2 separate regions of the Mus musculus genome follow, and region 1 is linked to region 2. A link is a contact called in public HiChIP or PLAC-seq data. All regions are on one chromosome and are shown on one strand. Each heading gives the region's core, a stretch centred on a gene start, on an enhancer-like site or on the middle of the called end of the contact. The rest is flanking DNA. Distances are from core to core; before and after follow the strand shown. Region 1 holds the start of Efna4 (ephrin A4). Region 2 holds the start of Rusc1 (RUN and SH3 domain containing 1).

What was found. HiChIP or PLAC-seq counts read pairs in DNA pulled down with a chosen protein or histone mark.
Region 1: a contact with region 2 is called in an HNF4G HiChIP or PLAC-seq map of pancreatic cancer cells. The contact joins the promoter of Efna4 here to the promoter of Rusc1 in region 2. A contact is called at or near these places in 4 of 39 promoter capture datasets (the C10 cell line, embryonic stem cells, pre-B cells and 1 more), 2 of 484 Hi-C or Micro-C datasets (both in embryonic stem cells), 6 of 115 datasets of contacts at active chromatin or transcription factors (embryonic stem cells, memory CD8 T cells and pancreatic cancer cells) and 3 of 9 other capture datasets (adipose tissue, liver and pancreatic islet).

The regions. Positions count from the first base shown.
Region 1 is chr3:89,334,403-89,340,446 of GRCm38.p6, forward strand. Efna4 (ephrin A4) reads right to left here and starts at 3,626. Exons shown (of 4, transcript NM_007910.2): 1 at 3,436-3,626; 2 at 775-1,070; 3 at 380-448; 4 at 1-30. The coding sequence starts at 3,548. Adam15 (a disintegrin and metallopeptidase domain 15 (metargidin)) reads right to left here. Exons shown (of 23, transcript NM_001037722.3): 21 at 5,999-6,044; 22 at 5,653-5,777; 23 at 5,238-5,551. The coding sequence ends at 5,509.
Region 2 is chr3:89,091,157-89,096,893 of GRCm38.p6, forward strand. It overlaps Rusc1 (RUN and SH3 domain containing 1), which reads right to left and starts at 2,207. Exons shown (of 11, transcript NM_028188.2): 1 at 2,111-2,207; 2 at 1-1,405. The coding sequence starts at 1,317. It overlaps Fdps (farnesyl diphosphate synthetase), which reads right to left. Exons shown (of 10, transcript NM_134469.4): 4 at 4,443-4,523; 5 at 4,198-4,320; 6 at 3,858-3,946; 7 at 3,704-3,776; 8 at 3,296-3,373; 9 at 3,075-3,209; 10 at 2,432-2,687. The coding sequence ends at 2,487.

The DNA.
Region 1 (6,044 bases), core at 2,376-4,875, 240 kb after region 2:
CAACAGGATGAGCTGACTCATGTGATGACCCTGTGAGGGAGAGGAAGAACTGCTGGGTCTGCGGGCTGCCTCTGCAGCTTCCTCCAGGTCTTTCCCAGAGGGGGTCCCAAAGCATCCACTACCTTCCCAAACCCCAACTTCCAAGTCTTCCTAGCCAGTAGTCTTCAAGCCCAATTAAGAGTTTAAAGGCCCCTTGGACACCCCGTTTTGTGCCCAGCTTTTAAAAGGGTGTAGTGGACGCTCCCACAGGAATGACTTAGCAGAGAAGGGTCTGAAGCCTGACGGGCCCCTTAGGTCTGATGTTCCTGTTTCCTCCCCAGTCTTTTTCTCCTTCCCACACTGGCTGGAAGGACTACCTGGGAGACCCTGGTTCACTTACCGCTCTCCTTGCAGCAGACAGACACCTGGAGTCTCAGGCACCGGCCAGGACTCTCCGGAGTCGGCACCGCTGTAGGAAATTGAGAGGAAGAAGTTAGAGAAGAAAACCATCCCCTGGTGATAGGCTGTAAGCAGGTCCTCTTCCTTTGGGAGGCACTCCAGGTACCAGCCCATCCATGGCTCTCAGCATTTCCCTAGTCCTTCCTGGCTTCCACACTCTTCCCTGCAGACTCAGTTGAGCTGTTCCCTAACCTCGTCCCAAGCTCAACCCAACTCTCTAAGCATCAGGAGCCACAGCTCCCTTCCCCACAGCCTTTCCTTTCTCCTTACTTTAGAGGTCTCTGACACAAGGCAAAGTCCCACTCTTCTCCCCCACCTTCCCCCAGAGGCACTCACAGATGTAGTAGTAAGTCTCTCCAGGCAAGAACTCAAAGCCCAGCGGGAAGGGTGTGTAGCGCTGAATCTTTTCTGAGAATCGAACAGGGCTGAAAGGGGCAAAAGGCATCGAGCAATTCCAGCGCTGGAAGGCATTTGCCCCCTCTGCCGTGCAGGCCTCGTAGCCTGACCAGTCCACCATGTATAATGCAAAGGTTTCCGGGCCTTCTGGGGGCCCTGGGCTTTCATAATGTGGGCAGAAGATGTCTAGGTAATCGTTGAAGCCCAGCTCCACCACGGCATCTCCTCGGAGCAACCTGTGGGCACAAGGGAGTGTTGGCTGATAGGCTATAGCATAGGACCACTGGGGCACATGTGGGGTCTGAGCCTGCCTCTGTCATACCCACTAGAGATGGAATAGTTCAGGAATACATGAGTTTCTAAGAGAGATCCACCCCGTTTCAAAAAAATGTCCTCCCTTTTTTGGTAGCTGGGATTGAACCAAATGTTCTATTATTGAGCTATAACTAGCTTTTTTTTTTTTTGGAACAGGGTATTGCTAAATCGCACAGGCTCTATAGTTTAGGCAGGCCTTGAACCTATCTACGACCCTCCTGTCCTAACCTTTCAAGTAGCTGAGCTTACATGCCTGCGCCAATTCCCAGACTGAACCTCTCCTTGATAGATAAATGTGCCCATCATGTCAGTGTTAGCAAGGCTAGAAGCTGCAGTGCCCAGCCCACAAGGCTTGTTATTGTCGAGGAGACCATCACCATACCCTATCTATAGGGGCACCTTCCCTGCAGCCTATTGCCCCCCCCCCCACCCCCATGGGGCCTGGCCTACCATCTGTGCTTGCTAAGAGGACGAACGTTGCCAGGACACTGAGGCAGGGAACAGATATATGCCCACAGAATAGTTACCGACATGAAGCAGGAGCTGGGAGGGTCTTCAGTGTCATCACAGCGAGAGGTAGACTCTTGCCCCCCACAGTGAAAAGAAAATGAGTAGGTGGGCGCTTTTTCACTTTTTACAGATTTTACTATATGGCCCAGGCTGGCCTTGAACTCACTATCTTCCTGCTTTACCTCAGTCTTCATTCATTTTATCATTTTTTTAAGCTATGCGTGAATGTGTATGTGGGTATGTGTGAGTGAGTGCAGGGGCTGATGGAGGGTCCTCTGGCTGTGAGCCCTATGTGTGACCTCAGCCTTCCAAAGACTGGGATTTACAGGCCACCACACACAGTCCAGCTTCCTTTCTTAAGCAGACAAGTAGATGCTCATTATCAAGACAGTCCCCTCCACACAATCAAGATTCTCTTCCTCTCCTCTCAGAAGCAGCCCGAAGGGGCCAGGACAGGCGAGAAGGGCCGGACAGGCCACCCCCCAAGCACCACATACCGAATGAGTCCAACACAGGCACGCACACAACAAAGCATGATTTAGAAAAGGCCTCTAAACATCCTTCAGTGGGTGGCCAAGAACCACCTGCTGTGTCGACTCTTGATTAGAAGGATTCCTGGGCTAGGCTCTGACCACTAGCCAGAGAAGGAACCAGGAACAGAGGGGAGATAGGATCTTTGTATGCTTCATCACACTGGGTGTGGAGAAACACCCCCTGCCAAGCCAGAGCTCAGGAAATACTTGTGAATTTGGTGAATGAACTAGAAACACAAGAGCTGGGGGCTGAGGGACTGGTCTGGAACTGAGATAGAAGAAGTCAGAGTCCAGGACAATAGCGCTTATCACCCGGTATTGGTATTGGAATGACTATCTTTAGGCCTGCCCTCCCTGGGGGGCTGTGGCCTCCCACGGGGCAGGGTTTCATTGGTAAAGCCCAGCAGCTCAGCACTGGTCTTGACACACACACAGAGTATGTGCTTATCAAATGTTAGTGAATAAATGAACAGAGCCACAGATTGTCTGAAGTAGAAAATCAGAAAGGAAAACAGATGGGGAAGGCAGAGAGGCAGGGAGGAATGGGAAGCAGGATGCAAACAGCAAAAAATACCGAGGTTCAAAGGCAGCCAGCTCAGCAGAGGGGAAGAAATAAGCATTGAAATCTGTACAGCGGCACTCCTTTCCACAAGCCTGACCTCAGTCAGTCCACTTGCTTCCCAGGGTACTGGGTATTATTAGCCCATTTTGTAGATGACATAACTGAGGTGAGCAAGGTCAAATGACTGGCCCACAGGTGAATCAGATGGAAGAACAGGGCCAGGATTGGACAGAAATAAGATCAAGATGGAAGCAGAGATATCCAGGGGCCCGAGAGGCTCTCAGAACCAGAGAGGAACTCAACGTTCTTTCACTTGGGTAAAAATCCCTCCCTGGTTCTCAGCGGTCCACCCCAGCTCCTGCCCCGCCGGAGGTTTGGGCTCCCTAGAAAAGGGGGGCGGGACCCGGAATACGGGGCCCAGGCCCCCTCAGCTCCCTGCTCTCAGACTCCAACCGACCACCCTCAGGACTAGGGTGGTCCGCTCGCCCCCACACACACGTTCGGGCGGGGGGGGACCCCCGGGCACGCCTCGCCCCTCCCCCGCCGGCTCAAACAAAGGAGCCCCATCGCGCGGCTGGGCAGGGCTCAGACAGCGCCTTGCAAAAAGGCGAGCAGCGGGCGCGCGCACAGCCTGGGAGCGCGCGGGCCCAGCTCGGCTCTCGCCTCGCTCGGCCGTGCTACCTGGGGTTAGAGGAGTTCCAGTAGATTGGGTGGCGGAGGCTGGAGCACCCCGGCAGGCGCGAGCCGAGCAGCGCGGCCCAGAGCACAGTCCGCAGCAGGGGCAGCAGCCGCATCGCCCCTGGGGTCCAGTCTGGTCTGGCCCGGCTGGTCCCGGCCCACTTCTCTGTCCCGGCGAGAAAGGTACAAAAGTGGAGGGGGGTGGGGGGTACGGAACGGAGGAGGGGTGTGGAGGCTCCTAGACCACAGCCCTGGGTAACTTTCCACCAATGAAAACTTGTCTCCGCCTCTCTACTCAGCGCCAACTCTTGTTAACCCTTTGTGCTTCCTGTGCCCCGAGCGCTCCAGGTTAGCCAAAGCGTCCCTTTGTTATCTCACTGTGCTGGAAGAGGGTGGCATGGTGGATATTCCACTAAGGACTTAATGCTTGAGGGTTTTGGTTTTCTATGTGTGTGTACGTGTCGGCGCTTCTATTCCTTCTCCACCTTATTTTTTGAGACAGGGTCTCTCACTGAACCCTGATTGGCTTGGCTTGCAGTCCTGTAAGCTTGGGGTCGGGGTAGGAGGGGGTGCTCCTGTTTCCTAGCCCCACCTCACCCCTCCCACCCACGGAGGGGTTACAGAAATAAACCACTAAACTTAGGGCTTTTTACACGGGTGCTGGTTATCCAAACTCAGGTAAGCACTTTACCAAGGCTGTCTTCTTTCAAATCCTATGTTGTACTTTATTTTGTTTAAAACAGGGTCTTAACACTAAAGTCTGGCTGGCTTGGAACTTCTATTATAAGCCAGGCTGGCCTCAGACTGGCAATGATCCTCCTGCTCTATCCTCTCCAGTGCTGGGATTACAGCCACGGGGTTCATGCAGCACCACCTAAGAGGGCCGGTTCGGTTTATGTTTAGATCTTGTCCTTTGTGTCTTCATTGGTTCAAGGTAGAAAGCCTCATTGAAGTCTGGGAGGTCAGAGCTGGATGGCACATGAAGTACACCCATAGAAGAATCCAGCATTCTAGTCAGCACACAGCAAGTTCCTATTTGGGGGTAGGAAAGTGTGTACATAGGTGCCGTGCGCGCGCGCGCGCGCGCACACACACACACACACACACACACACACACACACACATGATGGCCAGCACCTGATACCCCAGATACTTTTGGAGGCTGAAGCAGAATTACCTTCCATGCATTGTTCTTTTGCTTTGCACACGCAGATGGTACAAGGGGAAGGACTGAAGTGGCTCTGGGGACACCCCTGACATTCCTCTAGAGCATCGTGCTGGGTGACCATTGTGGGACACAGCCTGCCCCTTATCCGCACACACCTCTCTCCCAGGAGTCCTCAGTCCTGAGGTCTAAATGATGAGGTGGTAGCAATCAGTACAAAGCACAAAGCACCTTTGTTCTGGAACCTTCAGGTGGGGGCAGGGAAGTGGAGGAGGCAGGTGTGAAGCCTTGGAATCCAAGCAGCCGCTGCCCTGCTCCACCCAGGCTCAGGGCTCTGAGAACACCAGTTAGATCCATTTTCCCAGCCACTGGTCAGAGGGTGGGGATGCAGGTCTGACGACTTAGGTCATTTGTCTCTAGCTGTGGTGGGGGCTGAGCAGCATTGCTGGGGAGAACTTGGGAGTCCAGAGGCCATCGGACCCAGACTGGGCAGAAGCAAGCCAGAGGCATCCTAAGTGACACATTCTTGTTGACCCTTTCTGGGAAGTGATCCTATTCTACAGGCCCTGGTTTGACCCAGCAGCGTCTCCTAGTGGCCAGACCTGCAAACAGCAGGAACTACCCAGCTTCCAGGAGCAGACACATTCCAAGATCTCACATTTATTACAACAGAGCAGAGATAGACAGTGTCCATGTCCTTCCGCCACCTACTCCAGCCCCGGCTTCGGCCCCTCCCCAGCATCCCGCTGCAGCTATTTTAGTGCGTCCCCAGGTATTGCTTAACAGCGCCTGGTGGTTCTTTAGGGCTGGACACCAGATTGTCTGTTCTCCTGCTTCTCTAGTGTTTGGGGCAGAGGTTCCATTTCTTTGAGTCTTAGAGCTTGAGAAGGAGGCAGCCAAATCTCCAGAGGTCAGAGGTAGAGCGAAGATGCTGCAGGGGGTGGTGGAGCTGGCCTGGAGTTTAGAAAAGCCAAGAAGGAAAATGGTCAGAACTCCTGCCTAGATGCCTCGCTGGCAGCAAGTCACTTAACCTCAGCAACACCCTCTTCACCTACCTGGAGGGCACCACCAGCGGCAAGCTTCCATCTCCTGGGCCAGGCAGGTCACCTGGTGGGTGCTGGCCCTGTGGGTTGGCAGGCAGTGGCTTTCTTGGGGGTGGGGGTTTGGTAGGCCCCTGAGACTGAGAAAGAAGGCCAGTTTGGAAAGAGGTCATGTTTCTCACCCACAATGTAGGGGTTCTAAGAGCCGTGCTAGTGGTCACTTTTGTCTCCAAACAAACCTGTCACTACCAAAGGTGCCACTGGGATACATGCCGTCAGGCACAGAGGGAGGCAACCTGTCTCCCATTGCCACCATTGCTCTAGGTAGGAGAGGCAATGTCCTGTTCCCCCTCACTGTTACCTTTGGGCGCCTCACCACAGGGTCAGCGGGCAGAGGGCGAGTGGGG
Region 2 (5,737 bases), core at 957-3,456:
TTCCTCCGGCTCCTGCGAGGCGGATGCCTCCTCACCAGCCCGGGGGCTGGCCGCCCTGCCCTCCTCCGACAGCCCCTCTGCAATAGGCTGCAGCCCAAGTCGATTTTTCTTCCTCCGCGGAGGGACGGGTGGGGGAGGCGGTCGAGGCGGGACCAAAGCCCACCCAGCCGGGGGGTCCCGGGGCGGGACTGGCGGAGGCTGGGCTCGGCTTCTCGACCGGAGTTCCTTGAAGGTGGTGACTTCTCGGGGAGGTGCCAAAGAACCTCCCAAGGACCCAGTCGGCGGGAGCTCAGTGTCGGGCGAGAAGACTATGAGCCAGTCGCTGCGATCTTTCTTGGCCTGCGGCACAAGGGGCAGCCCTGGACCCCGCTTGCGCTTCTGGGCCAGCTCATGGAAGGACGTGATTGTCCGATGGGGCACCGGCTCCTGGCTGACGTCACCTCTCCATCCCCCATCAGTTTTCCCTGCATCTATTTTCGAACCAGAATTGGTGTTCAAACAAGAAGCCAATTTCCCAGATTCCGTTTTTAAGCTCGAGTTTGTATTTTCGTCTGTTTTCCGACCAGAGTCACTGTCCTCGATGGTTTTCCACCCAGCTTCAGTTTTCTCTGTGTCAATTTTCCAAATGGGGTTAATTTTCCAACTGGGCTCTGCTTTCCCTGCGTCGATTCTCCCATCTTCGGTCTCTGAGAGCTCAGAGGTAGCAAGATCCTGTTCCCCACTGTCTTCCTCTTCCTCCAAGCCTGGGGAAGGTAGGTCCTGGCAGGTGGTCAGGGCGTTGCAGTTCGAGTCCAGGTCAGGTCCAGGTGGAGAAGATATTCCAGAGCAAGAATCAGGAGAGCAACAGAAACTGTCTGGAGAGCAGGTGCTAGGGCCCGCTGGAGCCAGAGGAGAGCCCAGCTCCAAGGTGCTAGGCTGAGGGTTTGCATCCTCATTACCAGGCAGGTCTCGCGAGTAGACTGACACTGGAGACTCATCAGGGCTAAGGTCTGAGCAGGAGCTGAGAGAGGAAGAGCATCCTGGATCTGAAGGGGAAACAGCCTCTTCCTCCTGGGAAGGGTCCTGCTGATTTTCTATGCTGGACCCGTGCTCCTGGCAGCATCTACAGGGCACAGCTGGACTGTTGGAGTTGGCATCCACAAGGGTCCCGCTGCAGGGCCCCCTGCTTTCCTTGCCCCCGGTGTCTCCCGGGGGCGGGGGTGTGCTCAGAGGCCCCTCTCGTAGTTCAGGACGGCGGGACAAGTGCAGGCCTAGGGAGACATGCTGGAGATGGATGTGATTGAGGTTGCAGAGTAAAGCCCGCTGAGGGGACAGCATGGTGCCGAGGGAGGACGACGTATGGCTTTCAGAGAACCAAGAGGATCCAGCGTCTCACATCCACCTACCTGACAGTGTAGATGCAGACCTAGAAAACAGGGGTGGTTGAAACCTAGATCACGGGTAAGGGCACTGGAGGTGACTGAGGACTAGAACAGGCCTGGGAAGGATCTGGCTGCTTTGGGAGATATTTAAATGAGATTCAAATCACCACGGACAGGCCATTAGTTCCCACTGCAGTATTTGCAGGTGGAGCTGAACATAACCTCCAGGGAACGGAGAAAGGAGGGTCATCAGAGAATGCAGTTGTACTCTGATCTTTGTGGGGCTGCGAAGCTTGAAAAAAGAGTGGGGCCCAGAATATGGGGGTGCGATGCTTGAAAAAGAATAGGGCCCAGAATACACCGATTCTTCCTAATCAAGCTCTGTCCTCCAGCCTAACCCTGGGAGGAAGGGGACCCCGCCCGGATGCTCTAGTGAGGTGGATGGTGGGGAACAAGACGAAGGGTTTGGTTTGTTAACGCAGGAGAGGGGTCTGGGCTGGAGCAAGGGGAAGCATTCTGCTGTCAGCTCTGCATCTGTCCCAGTCCCTGTTCAGCTCTAGCCTTCCTCCTGTGTCCTCACCCACCGCAACGCCAAGATTTGTCCATTCACTCTGTGTCGTCTCCCATCACCCAGCCATCGCCCGTTTCTTTATTCTTTTAACTGCTCCTCTCCTGTGCTATCAATCCATCCATCCATCCATGCATCTATCCATCCATCCATCCGCACCCTCAGACCGAGCCCTCCTCACCGCAGTCCTCCTGGAATCGCTCCGGCCTTGGGCTCGTCTGCGTCCCCGCCCAGCAGGGAACAGAGCGGAGGGGAGGGGCACCGGCAAAACCCACTGTGGCTGCGCAGCCGCACCCCTTCACGCATGGGCGTGGCATAGCTCAGGACCGCCCCTCAACCCCCACGCAACACTTGACGTTGTGCCTATGTCACCCATCTACAAAGCAGACGCTTTGGGTCTCAAGGAATGCTTTTGCCAACCTGGATTCCAAGCTGCCCTCTCCCACCCCTGCATTCTGGATAAAGCTGAACTCCTGACTGCCACAAGAATAAAACCACAGGATGTTGAACAATAATTTATTGAGACCCCCTCCCTCCCAGCCTCTCCAATTCCGGGGTCACTTTCTCCGTTTGTAGATCTTGTTTGCAAGTTCCATGAAGATGGATGGGGGCAGGGGCGCAGAGCACTGCTCTATGAGACTCTTGAGGCGGTTGTAACTGTCTTCCTCATACTTGAAGAAAGCAGACTGCAGATCCAGCGCCTCATACAGTGCTTTCACCCGAGCCACTTTTTCTGGGTCCTTCTGCCCATAATTCTCCTGGAAGCACGAAAACAGCTTTACTTGGCTGGGTCCAAAGGCCCTCACAACTCATTCATTCACTCCAGACACTGGCAAAACTCTCCTCTCTGGGGATCCAAGATACCAAGCATTGCCTCCCGAGCCCAAAGTTCAGGTATTGGCTCTGGATTCTACTTCCTCTAGGGTTTCCCAGCCTTGACACGGCTGAGTTATTGGGCAGCATGCGTTGTCTGGCACTATCCAAAACCTTCCCGGTTCTGCCTGCTAGCCACCTTCAGCACAAACATCAAACTGCACTTAGTTGCCCAATGTCTCCTGGACAGCAAAATCACCCTGCTTTCCTAACCACCCCTCCTCCATCCCCTTAGCAAAGGGACATGCCACTCCCAGGCCCCACTCGAGCACCTCTAAGATCTGGCGCTGTTGAGGAGAGGCTCGTAGCAGACACTGAACCACCAGCCAGCTGCATTTGTTGTCCTGGATGTCAGTGCCGACCTTTCCCGTCACACTGGGGTCTCCAAAGAGATCAAGGTAGTCGTCCTAGGCAGCAGGCATAAAGGAGAGATGAGGAGGTCCCCAGGCCGGGAAAGAGAAAATATGCACTCTGGGCTGCAGGACCTGCCTACCTGGACCTGGAAGAACTCGCCCATCTCCATCAGGATCTTCAGGGCATTGGCGTGTTCCTTCTCCCCATCAATGCCTGCCTGTAGGAGACAGGGTAGGCAGCATGACCACACATCTTCCCCTGGGAGCTGCAGCCATTACGGTTCCACTTTCAACTTCAACTTCTTACAAAATGAAACGAAGACCTGACCCATAAACCACCTCCACACCTAGTCTCCTGCCTCAGCCTCAATTTCGCTCTGCCGCCCCCCCTCCGCCCCCCGCCAGATGTACCATCCACAGGCCTCAACTCTGCCCACTTTCCAGTATCAGAGGGACAGAGGGCTTGCCCGAGGTCACACCGTCACACAGTAAATGCCCTCCTGTCCCAGCGTCCCCGAAAGAAAACAGTGGAAGTGCCACCAACTCACCATGTACATGGCGGCCGCAATAGGCAGGTAGAAAGAGTAGAAAGCCGTCTTGTACTTGACAATCGATTTGTACCTGAGTCAGGGGAGAAGATGCATTCATGGGGACACAGCCCATCTTTAGTCTCTGTCTACACATGATTGCTAGTGGCCTCACCTCTTTTCAGTGTATCTACCAAGATCCACATGGCCCTGGGGTGCTGTCATGAGGTCTAGAGTCTGCCCGATCTCTGTCTGATAGGAACTCTAGGGAAGAAAATAACACACGGGCTCTGAGCCAGGCTTTCTCCGGGACCAGGAAATGCTTGCATCCCAAGCAGCTGACAACTAGGCAGGCAGGCAGGAGGGAAGAGAGCAGCTCCGTGCATGCTCACAATCACATGACAGCCTTCTTCACTTGCCATTGCACACTTCCCAGTCTAGCACAGCAGAGCACGTGCCACAGAGGCTAGAGCTACAGGAGACAGGTGTGGGTCCCCAGCCCCACTGCAATGCACCTGCAGAAAGAGCTCCAGCAGGTTCAGGTAGTAGGGCTGCTCCCTGCAGTAGAACTTCAGCAAACGATAGATGGAGGCTTCCAGAAGCAGAGCGTCGTTGATGGCATCCAAGCCTATGCCTGGCTGTTAGGAACAGTGTGAAACAAGTTACTGCTGGCCAGATTCAAACCATCACAGCAGACACCCCAACCACCTCTCCTATGGCCTGTCTACCACACCCATTGCTACTTTCCTGCGTGCCTTACCTTCTGATACCAGCAGATCTGTCCCCGGCGAGTGAGGGAAGAGTCCATGATGTCATCTGACACAAGGAAGAAAGCCTGGAGCTAGGAGAGGAACAGGGTAAGACTGAAGGGCTCTAGGAGGAGCTCTCTCTCAGAGACAGCTGCTGCTCTGAACACTGCTGTACACTGGGTAGAAGGGTTGGCTGTGGAGACCTCCTCTCGATACCACGTAGGCATCCTTTTTTTTTCAGGCTAATGAACTAAAACACACCTCTGGCACCTCTAACAGGCTCTAGAGTCCCCGGTAGCAGGAGAGTGTAAAACAACTTCATGTGGCTCCCTCTTCTCCAAAGCATCAGTGAATTTCTACCCCAGTAAGTGACTGTGTTGGTGAGTTTAAGGTCAACTTGACACAAGCTACAGCTATTTGGAAAGAGGGACTCTCAACTTAAAAAATGCGCACACCAGATTGGCATGGGCAAGACTGTGAGGCATTTTCCCAGTGAGTGCTGCCCACCTCTGGGCGGGCAGTGCTGGGGTGTATGAGGGAGCAGACTCAGCAAGCTATGGGAACAAACCAGTCACCATCATCCGGCATGCATGGCATCTGCACTAACTGCCACCCTGACTCCCCGCAGTGATGGGCTGACGGTCACACTTCCAGGAGCACCCCCCTGGCTAAATGGCTTTTCCCTTTGGAGAGAGCCTAGCTCCTTACATGGCCAAGGACCTGCACTTCTGCCCTTACCTCTACGACCCAGGTGCTGAGATCACAGCTGTCTGCTGCAGTGCCTGCTTCTGTACACAGCTGGGCAATGACCCCAAGACTCCATGCTACCAACTGAGCCACTTTGCCTGCCGGCAAATGCTCTTCATCTCAGCAAAGGACTCACTTGATATCCCCAGAGCCTAGCCCTGACCTCAGAGTGGTGCCTCCCAAGAGCTCGCCGTTAAGGAGATGGAAGACAACACCCATGACACTTCTGGGTTGTTTCCTTGAGACAACCTCACTATAAAGGCCAGGCTGGCCTCAACCTCAGGGTCCTCAGCCCACCTCCTGAACACTGAACCACCTCCCGCTCCAGTCAGGCTACACATTTGTCACACAGCAAGTGCTTTAACTGAACGACCTGGCTTTACTGTGTTAAAGGTGCTGAGGATGGGACTCGGGGCTTCACATACAGTAGGGAAGGCTTTTGACCTCCACAACAAAATTAAGCACTTTTTTCTCTTTTAACAAACTTCTATTATTATTGTGTGCAAGGGCTTCTATTATTGTATGTACACACCACAGCACACAAGTGGAAGTCAGAGGA